3 separate regions of the Mus musculus genome follow, and regions 2 and 3 are each linked to region 1. The links are chromatin contacts, called in public promoter capture Hi-C maps. All regions are on one chromosome and are shown on one strand. Each heading gives the region's core, a stretch centred on a gene start, on an enhancer-like site or on the middle of the called end of the contact. The rest is flanking DNA. Distances are from core to core; before and after follow the strand shown. Region 1 has its middle 35 kb from the start of Mylk. Region 2 overlaps Mylk (myosin, light polypeptide kinase). Region 3 overlaps Mylk (myosin, light polypeptide kinase).

Evidence for each region. Promoter capture Hi-C pulls out the DNA fragments that hold promoters and counts their contacts. Capture Hi-C pulls out chosen DNA fragments and counts their contacts.
Region 2: a contact with region 1 is called in a promoter capture Hi-C map of liver. The contact joins two enhancer-like sites. A contact is called at or near these places in 8 of 39 promoter capture datasets (the 3T3-L1 cell line, 3T3-L1-derived adipocytes, cranial neural crest and 3 more), 6 of 484 Hi-C or Micro-C datasets (the C2C12 cell line, liver, myocytes and 2 more) and 1 of 9 other capture datasets (pancreatic islet).
Region 3: a contact with region 1 is called in a promoter capture Hi-C map of liver. The contact joins two enhancer-like sites. A contact is called at or near these places in 3 of 39 promoter capture datasets (the 3T3-L1 cell line and liver) and 2 of 9 other capture datasets (adipose tissue and liver).

Annotation. Positions count from the first base shown.
Region 1 is chr16:34,747,683-34,751,844 of GRCm38.p6, reverse strand. It overlaps a transcript of Mylk not described here. Among named protein-coding and RNA genes, the nearest start is that of Mylk, 35 kb to the left of the region's middle. Within about 2 kb of position 2,879, at least 13 of the 459 cell types and tissues checked have an H3K27ac peak or open chromatin away from gene starts, as enhancers often do. A contact at or near this core is called in liver, where this site is marked.
Region 2 is chr16:34,891,349-34,895,835 of GRCm38.p6, reverse strand. It overlaps Mylk (myosin, light polypeptide kinase), which reads right to left. Exons shown (of 32, transcript NM_139300.3): 10 at 891-1,025. Among named protein-coding and RNA genes, the nearest start is that of 1700119H24Rik, 46 kb to the left of the region's middle. Within about 2 kb of position 1,300, at least 5 of the 459 cell types and tissues checked have an H3K27ac peak or open chromatin away from gene starts, as enhancers often do. A contact at or near this core is called in liver, where this site is marked.
Region 3 is chr16:34,992,294-34,996,403 of GRCm38.p6, reverse strand. Mylk (myosin, light polypeptide kinase) reads right to left here. Exons shown (of 32, transcript NM_139300.3): 30 at 1,201-1,330. Among named protein-coding and RNA genes, the nearest start is that of Hacd2, 28 kb to the left of the region's middle. Within about 2 kb of position 2,298, at least 30 of the 459 cell types and tissues checked have an H3K27ac peak or open chromatin away from gene starts, as enhancers often do. A contact at or near this core is called in liver, where this site is marked.

The DNA.
Region 1 (4,162 bases), core at 1,630-4,129:
TCAGGTGAGAGAGAAGAAAAAGAAATGTAGGGAAATTACAGCATCTTTCAGTGTCTCAGAGAGTGGTTCTATTCATTTCAAAGAAGGAAAGGTGTCAAAAATCTGAGGCTTAAACACTGCTGGGCAAAGAAAGCAAAAACAATAGTTTTATCTCACTTGAGACATAGATGCAAAGACCCAAAATAAAATACCACACAGTCAGAGACAACATGCCCTAAAAACAAACAAAAACAGCAACAAATCTAAATCTTAACCCAGTGTCTGTCTTGAAACAAGGATTGACCACCATTCAGAACTCATGAACACTGATTGTAAAAACCAGCAGCGTTACATCCCAAAATCATGTGAAACTAACATAGTTCGGAAGGATCTTTCATTTTAGTTGTACCAATGATGAAGAAACGAGTATGCAGCTCTATGAACAAAATGCTTGGCCACTGTCAAATGTGTGCATCAGAGGAGATGCTTGTTTCCTGAGAAACTAACTACGCAAGGCACAGCTTCTATCCCTACCCCATTCCCTCCCTCCCTCCTTCCTTCCCTCCTCCCTTCCCTCCCTCCCTTCTTTCTTTTTACCTAACCAGAGTTGGTTTGTCAATTCTGAAGATTTATTGCTAATTCACAAAACAAAGAAACAACGACATCATGAAAAAAAAATCCACTCAGGATTGAGCCTCATCTTTGGCTGCTCTCAGAATCATCCAGGGAGCTTTGTGCAGAAAAAAAAAAAACAAAAGCAGAAATCAAAACAAGGCAAACATCAGAGAGTCCCTGGACCCACTGAGCCAGCTGGACTAGAAGGGAAACATTATTTTACAGCTCTGGAACCCTGCTGTAAGGAATAAACACCACTACACCCTTCCCCAGCAGATTTTCCAAAGTTGTTATAAATTTTCACCATAAAAAAAAATCAAATAAAATGTTAAAGCATTCCATAATCCTGCATGACTTGTCACCTTAAATTCTGCAAGAACAGATTGCTCCAGATTTTGAAGCCGAGGTCAAAGGCAGCCTGCATTGGGGTCAAGAAATAGAAACTCAACTCATTGCTGAACAACCAGGTAAAGACAGAAGAGTTAAACCGGCAAAGAGGCACATGGAGAATGTTCCAGAAGAGAATGCACCAGAGAGACAGGGAAGTACTCACTAGGTGAAGGCTGTTGTGGGACAAAGCAGCGAACTTGGAGAGACACGGGGCTGGGTGGGGGTGGGGGTGGGGGTGGGGGTGGGGTGTTTCTGAATTTCTAGGTGAGATTATTCCAAGGGACCAGAACTAGCAGAGGTTTCTGAAGATGGGGTGGCATGGTCAGACTGTGCTTTAAGACTCACAAAGCAGAGGCTGGAAAGATGCCTCGGGCATTAAGAATACTGGCTGCTCTTTCAGAGGATCAGACTTCAATCCCAGCACACACTTAGCAGCTAACAACAATCTCTAACTGCAGTTCTGGGAATCCAATGCCCTCTTCTGGCCTCCGTGGGCACAGCATGCATTCTATATATATAGACACATGCAGACAAAACACCCATACCACCAAAGCTAAATAACAATTTAAAGTAAAGCAAATTAGGGAGGGTGACTTTTAAGGACTCTAGGGCTCCAACTAGAAGAGACAATAGGGCCAGTCTGTGCCCATTCCTCTGTTTTAGGAGAAGACATTGGTCATCCCAGCCCATCACAGTCTTCTATCAGCACAGATGGGAGATGAAAACTGTGGGTGATTCAGTTCACCACGGTGCTTCTTATGCCTCCTTGCTCCTGCAAACTCATGTGGGCATGTCTCCATTAGTCCAGTGCTCAGCAGTTTAGAGCGACAAACGAAGCACGAGAAGAGAGAACAGAGCCCCCAGAAACCACCAGACTTCCATGGGACGGAGCCTTTGCTGAAGCCATAGAATTCCCTCTCATTATTTTCGATTCAGCATAAAATTGAATTCACGCCTGGAATACTCTGGGCAGAAAGAAAACAAGCCCAGAAATGAAAATCATTCAGGAAATAAATCTCAGGAGAAGCAGACAGGCATGGCTGGGGGAACAGCACGGGGTCAAAGGTGTCCCACCAGGTGCCAGCTGAGAAGGGGCTGAGCCCTTGCAGACATGGAGCCAAGAGTTCCTGGCCCTCTCTCCCAGCACACATCCCCCTGCTCTCTTCCTGTGTCTGAGGCCTTCCCCACCACAGCAGGCCCTGAGCTTCTTGCTGCTTTGCACACTTTTAAGTTCTGCGTCATTCCTGTTTTCTTTTTACTTCATTCATGGCAACTGTGTCCTCATACAGACCCAAGTCTAGAAGGGCTAAGACCCTTGGCTTTATGCTCATCCACACAACGTAGTGGAGAGTAGGTAGCTAATTATGTTTGCTGGCTCATTTATAGTTATTCCATGGGCATGATGAATGCTGTGACTCAGTAGGTTATAATAATGATTTCCCTATTTTCCATCCGGTAGTTAAGCATGTATGTATGGATGAACACGAACTGGCATGCATGCATATATGTGGAAGCTAAAAGTCAACTCTAGGTGTCTCTTCTCAGGAGCCACCTATCTGCCTTGTTATTTTGAGATAGAAAATCTCACAGACCTGAAGATCACCTAGTAGGTGGCTGGTTACTAGACAGGCTGGCCATGAACCCTAGGGATCGCCAGCCTCTGCCTTCCCAGGGCTGAGATTATGGGCCTGTGCCACCAAGGCTGTTTTTTTTTTTTTTTTTTAAACATGGCTTCTGGAAATGAAACGCAAGTTTTCACACTTGGGAGGCAAGCACTTCAGTGACTGAATTACTACAGCCTTGGCAATTTAATTTTTGAAACTGCCCTTTCATGGTCAAATAAAGACACTACTGTTCCCCGAGAACACCCAGCCAGTAAACAGGACAGGACAGATCTGAATGTATGGTTAAAGTTCAAAATTCACCTGCCTCCTGCCAGTTTTCTGAAGAACTACCTGTACTTTAACAAAAAAAAAAAAAAAATCATTAATTTCTGGAAACAAAAGGTACACCACAGCTGCATTTTTTTAAACCTCAATATGTGCCCAAATTACCAGTGTTCTCTGACGAATATGAGAAGTAATTTATAAGGCCCTGGCTTAACAAATTAACATTAGATCTAAGGGCTCAGAGCTAGAGGGAAAATCAAGCTGCAGATCTGAAAGAAAGGAAATCCTCTCCTCATCCCCTCTCCTTTGTCCCGGGGGCTTTGGGTCTCCAGAGGGCTGTGCACTGAGACCCAGGAGGGAGGAGCAGAGCAGCAGAGCCCAGGGTGGGCAGAATAGGAGGGAGGGGCACAGACCTACCAGGAGTGGGGGAGGGGACAGCGCTGGGAAATTCGAGAAGCTGGATCTACACAGAAATTCCCAGAGCTCCCTAGTGGGGTTCCCATTGTGAGCATTCGCCCTCAGACACCCAGGGACAGTGAGCAGGAGGACACTGAAAAGAAGATCCCAGGGAGCAGCTGAAAAGTCAGCCTCCCTCAGTCCCTGAGCTGCAAGCAGCAATTCCTGCTGACCCGGCCTGTGCCCCAGCCCCGCCTGTCATGCCACAACTCGACAGCCTGGCATCTGAGGTGCAGGTACCAAGGCAGAAAGGATGACCTCCTGGCCTGTGGTGACAAACCAGGTCCAACAGCCCTGAGCACGTGCATGTAAGAGCAGCGCTTACTCACCCTGTGAGCTTTACCTGGAGGAAGAGGTTGGCAGCTAAAATTCAAATCGGAATAATGAAAGGCACCTGCAAAATGGGAGATGTGGGAGATATGTGACGGACAGGCAGCTTGCTGCCTGGCACCTCAGGACTCCTTGGGACAGGAGGCTGAGAGAGCAAAGGGAAAGGAAAGAAGTCACGTGACACCGGGGCTCACTGCAGTGACATTGCTCTGTCTTCAGACTGGATGACTGCTTGATAATTCTTTGGTTCTGAGCCCCCATGACAACCAGTTGATCCTACTGGGACCCAAGCATCTATGTGTGTAAGTCTTCCATGCAAATGGATCCCACCTCTTGGCTTCTGTGCATACCCCTTGTTGGCCAGAGGTGGAGGGCAGGGAAAGGTTCAACAGATTGTGTGTGTGCATATGTGTATATATGCACATATCATATGTATCTACTAATAATTCATGAAAAAAGAGGCCATGGATTTGAAGGAGAGAAAAGTGGGGAATATTTAGAGA
Region 2 (4,487 bases), core at 51-2,550, 150 kb before region 1:
TGCTGTAAGATGCAAGAACTGGCTAAGATCACAAGCTCTCTGCCTCCAAATCAGAAGATCAGTTATCTGATGACTCTGGGCTGGAGAGTCCCCTCTTAGCAGGTCCCTAAGGTTTCTTACCAACAGCCTCTGCCCAGCTATGCCCACTGAACAGACTGTTCCCAGTTTTAAAGTCAGTCTCCCACACTTAAATTTAAATTAAAAATTAAAAATTAGAAGACCCTCAAAAGAGGAGAAGGGTGAGAATATTTGTTAATTATTTTTTCAAAGAGTTATTACTTATGCCAGGCAGTGATGGGACACACTTTTAATCCCAGCACTTGGAAGCAGAGGCAGGCAGATATCTCTGAGTTCATGGCTAGCCTCTTCTACACAGTAAATTTCAGGACAACCAGGGCTACATAGAGAGACCCTGTCTCAAAAACAAAACAAAAGTCAGAGAGCTTTACTTAATTATAGAATTACAATTAACATCATAATGAATCACTAGTTTTTATTCTAGATCCACCTGCCCCTCGATAAAAGGTCAAATTCCTTGGCTACTTTCTAACGTGGGTCACTGGGTTATCCATCTGCATGTTCATTTATCAACTCAATAAACGCCTATCGATGCTCTCTTAGGAGTCTAATCATAAGATATGAAATTGAGCTGCATACGTATCTTTGGGCAGGTATCTCACCCTCCCACTTTATACATGTGAAGGAAGTGAGTTCTCCTAGCTGCCCTGCCAGGCTGGCAGCAGTATTCCCAAAGAGCAGATGAGCCAGGCCAGCTAGCAAACAGCCGAGCCAGTTCCCACGTCTTCCCTTCTCTGCCCTTCTGAGGCACATATGGTTCGGAGTGACAAGTGAACTCAGTTGCACAGGGACTGGAGCAAGGGGAAACTCACCATTGAGCAGCCACGTGACCCGGGGTGCTGGAGTCCCCTGCACTGAGCACCGTAGCACAAAATCCTGGCCCTCAATGACAACACTGTCCTTCAGAACACTAGAGAATGAAGGGGCTGTCTGTGCCAAGTTCGGCCCTGTGAAGGGAAACAACAGATAGGCCCTCTTAGGTCCCAGCTCACCCACCTGGTGACCAACCAGTTATCTCAAGCCTTGCAAGGCAAACAGCCCATTGTCCTGTGCCCTGGGCTTCCTCAACAGCTGGCTGTGTCTTGCCTACCTCCATCCTTAGGGAGGAAAGGCATTGATGCCTGCAGTACAACTGAAAAGGGGCCTTCCAGGGTCACAAAGCTTCCTAGGGCTATGGCGCTCACACCCAGGCCTGCCTTCTCTCCTTGTGACTCAGGCCTCTCCCATCTACTTTTGACATTTGACCTCTGCTATCCTGATGATCCTGGGAATGCCTTCTCCCTCCTTTCTGGGTGTGACTGTGTTCCAGCTCTCCTCTTTTTACATACCATCACTAATTACACGGGCTTATTGCATGGTTCAAATCTGTAGAAACTACAGGTCCATGGTGGGAATATTTCCATCTGAAGTTATTTTAATTGTTTTTTTTTTTTTTTTACAATTCCAGGAATGAATCAAACAGCCAAGAGTCATATGTGTTTTCCAAGTGTGGCTTGAGCCCTGTTCTAAGTCCAAGGTTCAAAGTGACAGAGGACACACACACACACACACACACACACACATGCACACACACAGATGAATCTCTACTCTAAGAGACCTGCCAGCTGGATTTTCAAAGTTCAAACCTTCCACAATGTGAATCTAAAAACACTTTAAACTTTGAGGACCGGGGCTAGAGCGATGGCTCAGTGGTTAAAAGAACTGACTGTTCTTCCAGAGGTCCTGAGTTCTCAGTGGTTAAAAGAACTGACTGGCTTCCGCTCGACTCGAGACTCGAGCCCCGGGCTACCTTGCCAGCAGAGTCTTGCCCAACACCCGCAAGGGTCCACACAGGACTCCCCACGGGACCCTAAGACCTCTGGTGAGTGGATCACAGTGCCTGCCCCAATCCAATCGCACGGAACTCGAGACTGCGGTACATAGGGAAGCAGGCTACCCGGGCCTGATCTGGGGCACAAGTCCCTTCCGCTCGACTCGAGACTCGAGCCCCGGGCTACCTTGACAGCAGAGTCTTGCCCAACACCCGCAAGGGCCCACACGGGACTCCCCACGGGACCCTAAGACCTTTGGTGAGTGGAACACAGCGCCTACCCCAATCCAATCGCGTGGAACTTGAGACTGCGGTACATAGGGAAGCAGGCTACCCGGGCTTGATCTGGGGCACAAACCCCTTCCACTCCACTCGAGCCCCGGCTACCTTGCCAGCTGAGTCGCCTGACACCCGCAAGGGCCCACACAGGATTCCACACGTGATCCTAAGACCTCTAGTGAGTGGAACACAACTTCTGCCAGGAGTCTGGTTCGAACACCAGATATCTGGGTACCTGCCTTGCAAGAAGAGAGCTTGCCTGCAGAGAATACTCTGCCCACTGAAACTAAGGAGAGTGCTACCCTCCAGGTCTGCTCATAGAGGCTAACAGAGTCACCTGAAGAACAAGCTCTTAACAGTGACAACTAAAACAGCTAGCTTCAGAGATTACCAGATGGCGAAAGGCAAACGTAAGAATCCTACTAACAGAAATCAAGACCACTCACCATCATCAGAACGCAGCACTCCCACCCCACCTAGTCCTGGGCACCCCAACACAACCGAAAATCTAGACCCAGATTTAAAAACATTTCTCATGATGATGATAGAGGACATCAAGAAGGACTTTCATAAGTCACTTAAAGATTTACAGGAGAGCACTGCTAAAGAGTTACAGGCTCTTAAAGAAAAGCAGGAAAACACAGCCAAACAGGTGATGGAAATGAACAAAACCATACTAGAACTAAAAGGGGAAGTAGACACAATAAAGAAAACCCAAAGCGAGGCAACGCTGGAGATAGAAACCCTAGGAAAGAGATCTGGAACCATAGATGCGAGCATCAGCAACAGAATACAAGAAATGGAAGAGAGAATCTCAGGTGCAGAAGATTCCATAGAGAACATCGACACAACAGTCAAAGAAAATACAAAATGCAAAAGGATCCTAACTCAAAACATCCAGGTAATCCAGGACACAATGAGAAGACCAAACCTACGGATAATAGGAATTGATGAGAATGAAGATTTTCAACTTAAAGGGCCAGCTAATATCTTCAACAAAATAATAGAAGAAAACTTCCCAAACATAAAAAAAGAGATGCCCATGATCATACAAGAAGCATACAGAACTCCAAATAGACTGGACCAGAAAAGAAATTCCTCCCGACACATAATAATCAGAACAACAAATGCACTAAATAAAGATAGAATATTAAAAGCAGTAAGGGAGAAAGGTCAAGTAACATATAAAGGAAGGCCTATCAGAATTACACCAGACTTTTCACCAGAGACTATGAAAGCCAGAAGAGCCTGGACAGATGTTATACAGACACTAAGAGAACACAAATGCCAGCCCAGGCTACTATACCCGGCCAAACTCTCAATTACCATAGATGGAGAAACCAAAGTATTCCACGACAAAACCAAGTTCACACAATATCTTTCCACGAATCCAGCCCTTCAAAGGATAATAACAGAAAAGAAGCAATACAAGGACGGAAATCACGCCCTAGAACAACCAAGAAAGTAATCATTCAACAAACCAAAAAGAAGACAGCCACAAGAACAGAATGCCAACTCTAACAACAAAAATAAAAGGGAGCAACAATTACTTTTCCTTAATATCTCTTAATATCAATGGACTCAATTCCCCAATAAAAAGACATAGACTAACAGACTGGCTACACAAACAGGACCCAACATTCTGCTGCTTACAGGAAACCCATCTCAGGGAAAAAGACAGACACTACCTCAGAGTGAAAGGCTGGAAAACAATTTTCCAAGCAAATGGACTGAAGAAACAAGCTGGAGTAGCCATTTTAATATCGGATAAAATCGACTTCCAACCCAAAGTTATCAAAAAAGACAAGGAGGGACACTTCATACTCATCAAAGGTAAAATCCTCCAAGAGGAACTCTCAATTCTGAATATCTACGCACCAAATGCAAGGGCAGCCACATTCATTAGAGACACTTTAGTAAAGCTCAAAGCATACATTGCACCTCACACAATAATAGTGGGAGACTTCAACACACCACTTTCTTCAAAGGACAGATCGTGGAAACAGAAACTAAACAGGGACACAGTGAAACTAACAGAAGTTATGAAACAAATGGACCTGACAGATATCTACAGAACATTTTATCCTAAAACAAAAGGATATACCTTCTTCTCAGCACCTCACGGGACCTTCTCCAAAATTGACCATATAATTGGTCACAAAACAGGCCTCAATAGATACAAAAATATTGAAATTGTCCCATGTATCCTATCAGACCACCATGGCCTAAGACTGATCTTCAATAACAACATAAATAATGGAAAGCCAACATTCACGTGGAAACTGATAACACTCTTCTCAATGATACCTTGGTCAAGGAA
Region 3 (4,110 bases), core at 1,049-3,548, 250 kb before region 1:
TTAGGGAAGTGAATCATAGCACGTCTTTCTCCTGGGGATGAACTGGCCTGCTGCCAAATGGTTTCTGGCAGCAGAGAGCACTGTGCCCAAAACAGGGAACTGCTCAGCCTCCCTCTTCCCCGATGCTGACACACTGAAAAAGAAAGTCATCTTGAAAAAGGATTTTTTGGCTGAACTTCTCGGACTTCAGGATTCGGTTGAGGGTGTGAGGACAGAAGCTACTCCTTTTCTGATCTTGGTGCCTGGCCTTCTGTTGCGGCAGGTCTATCACCAGCTCCCGAGAAAGCTCCACGACACCCGGAACTGGCCAGAGTGGCTTTTCCGTACCTATATAGCGTTCAAGGTACCCAGCTCCAGACCAGGATGTGGGATACGTCCAGGGAAAAACCAAGCCCCGGAGGAGGTTTTGCGTCCCCTCCTGTCCCTTCAGACAATTTCTGGCACACCTGGAGGAGCAGCAGAGGCACTGCAGACTGTTGGGAGCTGAGAGAATGCTCTAGAACAGCCAACGACCCTACCTTGTGCACAAAGCACTTCTAGACTCACTTCCCCACCCGGAGGTACCAAATCATCTTCACAATGGGCATGAGGGGCGTCTGCCTCGAGAAGATGAGGGTCTTCACATGTCTGTCTAAAACACCAAAGGCCAAGGCCTTCGCTGCGGAGATGGCCGAGGTAGCATTTTGCATGTGGCGGCAAGGAGCCACATCAGTCCCAGGAGGGGCCTACTGACCAGTCTGTCCAGGCCACACAGATTTCACATATTTCAGCTGTATAAATGCTGTCATGGAATCTGCCCTGTACAAGTTAATTTTTCTTTAAAACAAAAACATAAGGCAGCAGAAGTTGGAAGGGTATTTTTAAAATGTTATGTAACCATATGTGATTTTATTTTATTTATTCTTGTCTATCGGTATACAAAAAAATCTCCTTTATAATAAAGAAAAAAAAGAAAGAAAGATCTTAATAAAGGCTTCCTTAAGTCTTCCACAAAATTTAGGCAAAAGAAGCCGATAATCTGGTTCTAGCAAACAAATAATAGCCTTTGCTCTGAAAATAGTTAACAATTAAAGAATAATTACCAGAGTTAATAGTTGTCAGGGAAACCCAAAAAGTCTTTCTGAATTTATCACTGTAGAGCATAAATGTTCCTCTACTCGCAACTCTTCCCCTCTCACGAGTGCCTGGGAAAAGCCTTACCTTCAGACTCTAGTTTCTCCGCATTGATTGGGCTGGTTGGTGACCCTGTTGAAGATTTCCTGCCACTGAGCCCTGAGATCATTGCCATAGAGGACAGTCTCCCGATGGCTCTCACAGCATTGCCCGTTTTCTGGAAAAGAGATACGGAGGTTGGACTCAGGCGGTGTCCCTGGTTCCAGTTTGCAAGTTCTGATCAGAGATGAAGAGCCCAGGCTGGGAGAAGCAGCCACTGGATGCAGGGCCTTTGGAGTGAGCCCAGCCTCTCTCTCCTCACACTGTCAGCGTGTCCGAAGATGTTCGGAGAATGGAATGGGTTCTGGAACTGATGTGCGAGTTAATGTGACTAAACAAGGTCAACATGAGACAAAAACTCTTTTCATACTGTGCTTCAACTCCCATAAAAGGGATAGTTTATATAAAGCAACTGCAGCCTGAGACAGCTCCAAAGACTTATTGCTGACTGGGCCCAGTGGGGCTGTTCCTCATAAAACAATGCCTGCAATAGGATTTCAAGTGGTCAAAGAGACAGTTACTACAGACCCCACGGGTCCAGGAAAATGAAGCAGTGTTCGTATTATTGATCTTGGGCAAGCCACTTGACCTCTCCAGGCTTCAGTTTCCTTCTGTGTCTAAGAAGGGGTCAGGCAGGATGGTCTCCAAGGTCCCATTTAGTTCTGTTTATGATTGAGATACTTCAGAGATTTGAGGGGAAACCCAGGCTGGCCCCAGCGCCAGTTTATGGTTGCCCAGTGGAGCTGTTCCTCCCCAGGGTCCATGCTGGTGCCTGAGACAAACACCCAAAAATGGGCCACTTAGGAGAGGGTGAAACTTTTGCTGACCAGTATAAGGATCTGCCATATAACATCTACGTACTGTGAAAGTTCTGTGTTCCCATATGTTGCCTTTCCTGTGTGGACCGCACATTCTGCTAGCAAAACCGCTTTCTTCCTGGATTAATTTTACATACTCAGACATTTCAGTGAAGCCTCACAATTCTGACTGCTTGGAATTTTCAGCAGAGACCTGCTGTTGCAATCGTAGCTGCATTTCCAGTCTGCACTCTGCCCTCCTTGTTAGAACCTATTTTTATTCACTTTGGACAAACAATCAAACTGGCTCTGATATCTGGCCATCAATATCCTCCTGCACACAGCATGGTAGAGTGTGGGTATGTTCCTGGCTCTCTGCTACCACAGTGAACAGAACCCAGGGTTCCCGGGTAGGGTGAAGAGACAAGGTACTGGCCCAGCAGAGGGAAAGTCCTCAGGCACCCCCGGTGGTCTGGCTGATGGCTTTGTAGGTCGCAGTGTGAGAAATCCACCTGTTCTCACGGGGACCTACCTTGTCCTGGGAACTGATATAAGGTGGCGCCCGTCTCAGTGGAGTCAAGATCATAGCAGCTCACTCCCCAATCAGCTGATCCCTCCCTTCTCACACACTGGTTTGTTCTGGGCTCAGTGTTGAACCCAGAGGGTTCCTCCCAGCAAGGCCAGTTCTCCGACCACTCATTGCTCTATGACCTTGTCCAAGTTAGCTCTTCCTTCTCTGAGGACTGGTGTCCAGATTTTCAATAGAATCAGTATTTGTACTCTTCTTGTAGCTCTAGTTTTCCCAAAGGATTTCTTATTCCTGCTCAGGAATGGGTAGGGTAGCAGCACCCCAGCCCTCCGCCCTGAGCCCACCGACTCTGGTTCCAGACAGGTAGAGTGGGGTTTGTTGGGATTGTATTCACTGCACGCTGTGGAGAGATGATGCCTTTCTTCTTTCTTGGTTTTATTTTGTAACTAATGTTACCAATATGAGCTTATCAGAAAGAGGCAAACAAAAGGTCCAGTGTTTCAGATGGAGTAGCAAACACATTAGGCACAGACACTGTCATGTGGACAAACTCCCAGCAGACAGAGACGTTCACTTAATTTCTTAAGTGGGAGTATTTGCAAGAGCTTAGTAAGGAAGAAAAAAAAAGGTCGACACCAGAATTCATTCTTTGGAAAGTGCTTTCTGGAAACCAACAGAAAGGATGTTGGCACTGTCCAGTCAACTTGCATGTCCCTGAGCTGAAACCTGATTGTGGCTTCACAGAGACCTTTGGAAATTTTGGAACAAAAACCATCAGAGCCAAGTTTCAGTTCTTGAGCCTGTTTCAAGAGGCCTGCTTTCTTTGTTGGAGGACAAGGTTGGCTAAGGCTGTGATCTTGGCAGGCAAAGTCTGTCTAGGCCTCCCGAACATAGTCCCAATTCCCTAGCTCTTGGAGAGCCAGCTAGGATGACAAGGACAGGTGGCGCACCACTGTTCATCTCCCAGGATTAGGGTCTTTCAGTGCTAATGGCAAACGATGTCCGGTAAACTTAGGCAAACTGGTCACCCAAGCACTAGCCTGTAAACATCTTTAAAACAGCCTGAGGATGACAGGGCCTCTGACAAGTATATGATGGCCAAGAGTTGTCTATATTTAACTGGGAGTGGTGGTGCACGCCTTTAATCCCAGCACTTGGAAGGCAGAGGCAGGTGGATTTCTGAGTTCGAGGCTAGCATGGTCTACAAATTGAGTTCCAGGACAGCCAGGGCTATACAGAGAAACCCTGTCTCAAAAAACAAAACAAAACAAAACAAAAAAAGAGATGTCTATATTTATATTTCTATATTAAAATATAAGCAGTCTGTATTATTTCTATATTAAAATATAGAGCACTCTGTATTCATGTATCTATATTAAAATATAGAGCAGACTCTAATATTTTTCCCCTTTATTTTTATACACATTTCTGGGGTCTCTGCAGTTTCTAGAAAATAAATGCATCTAACTTTAGGCTGTTAATTCCCACTCTTCTTTCTACTCCCACTCCCACGCCCAGCCTTTTACATCTAGTTAGCAGACAGAAGCCCTGCTATCCTCCCAAACTCACCCC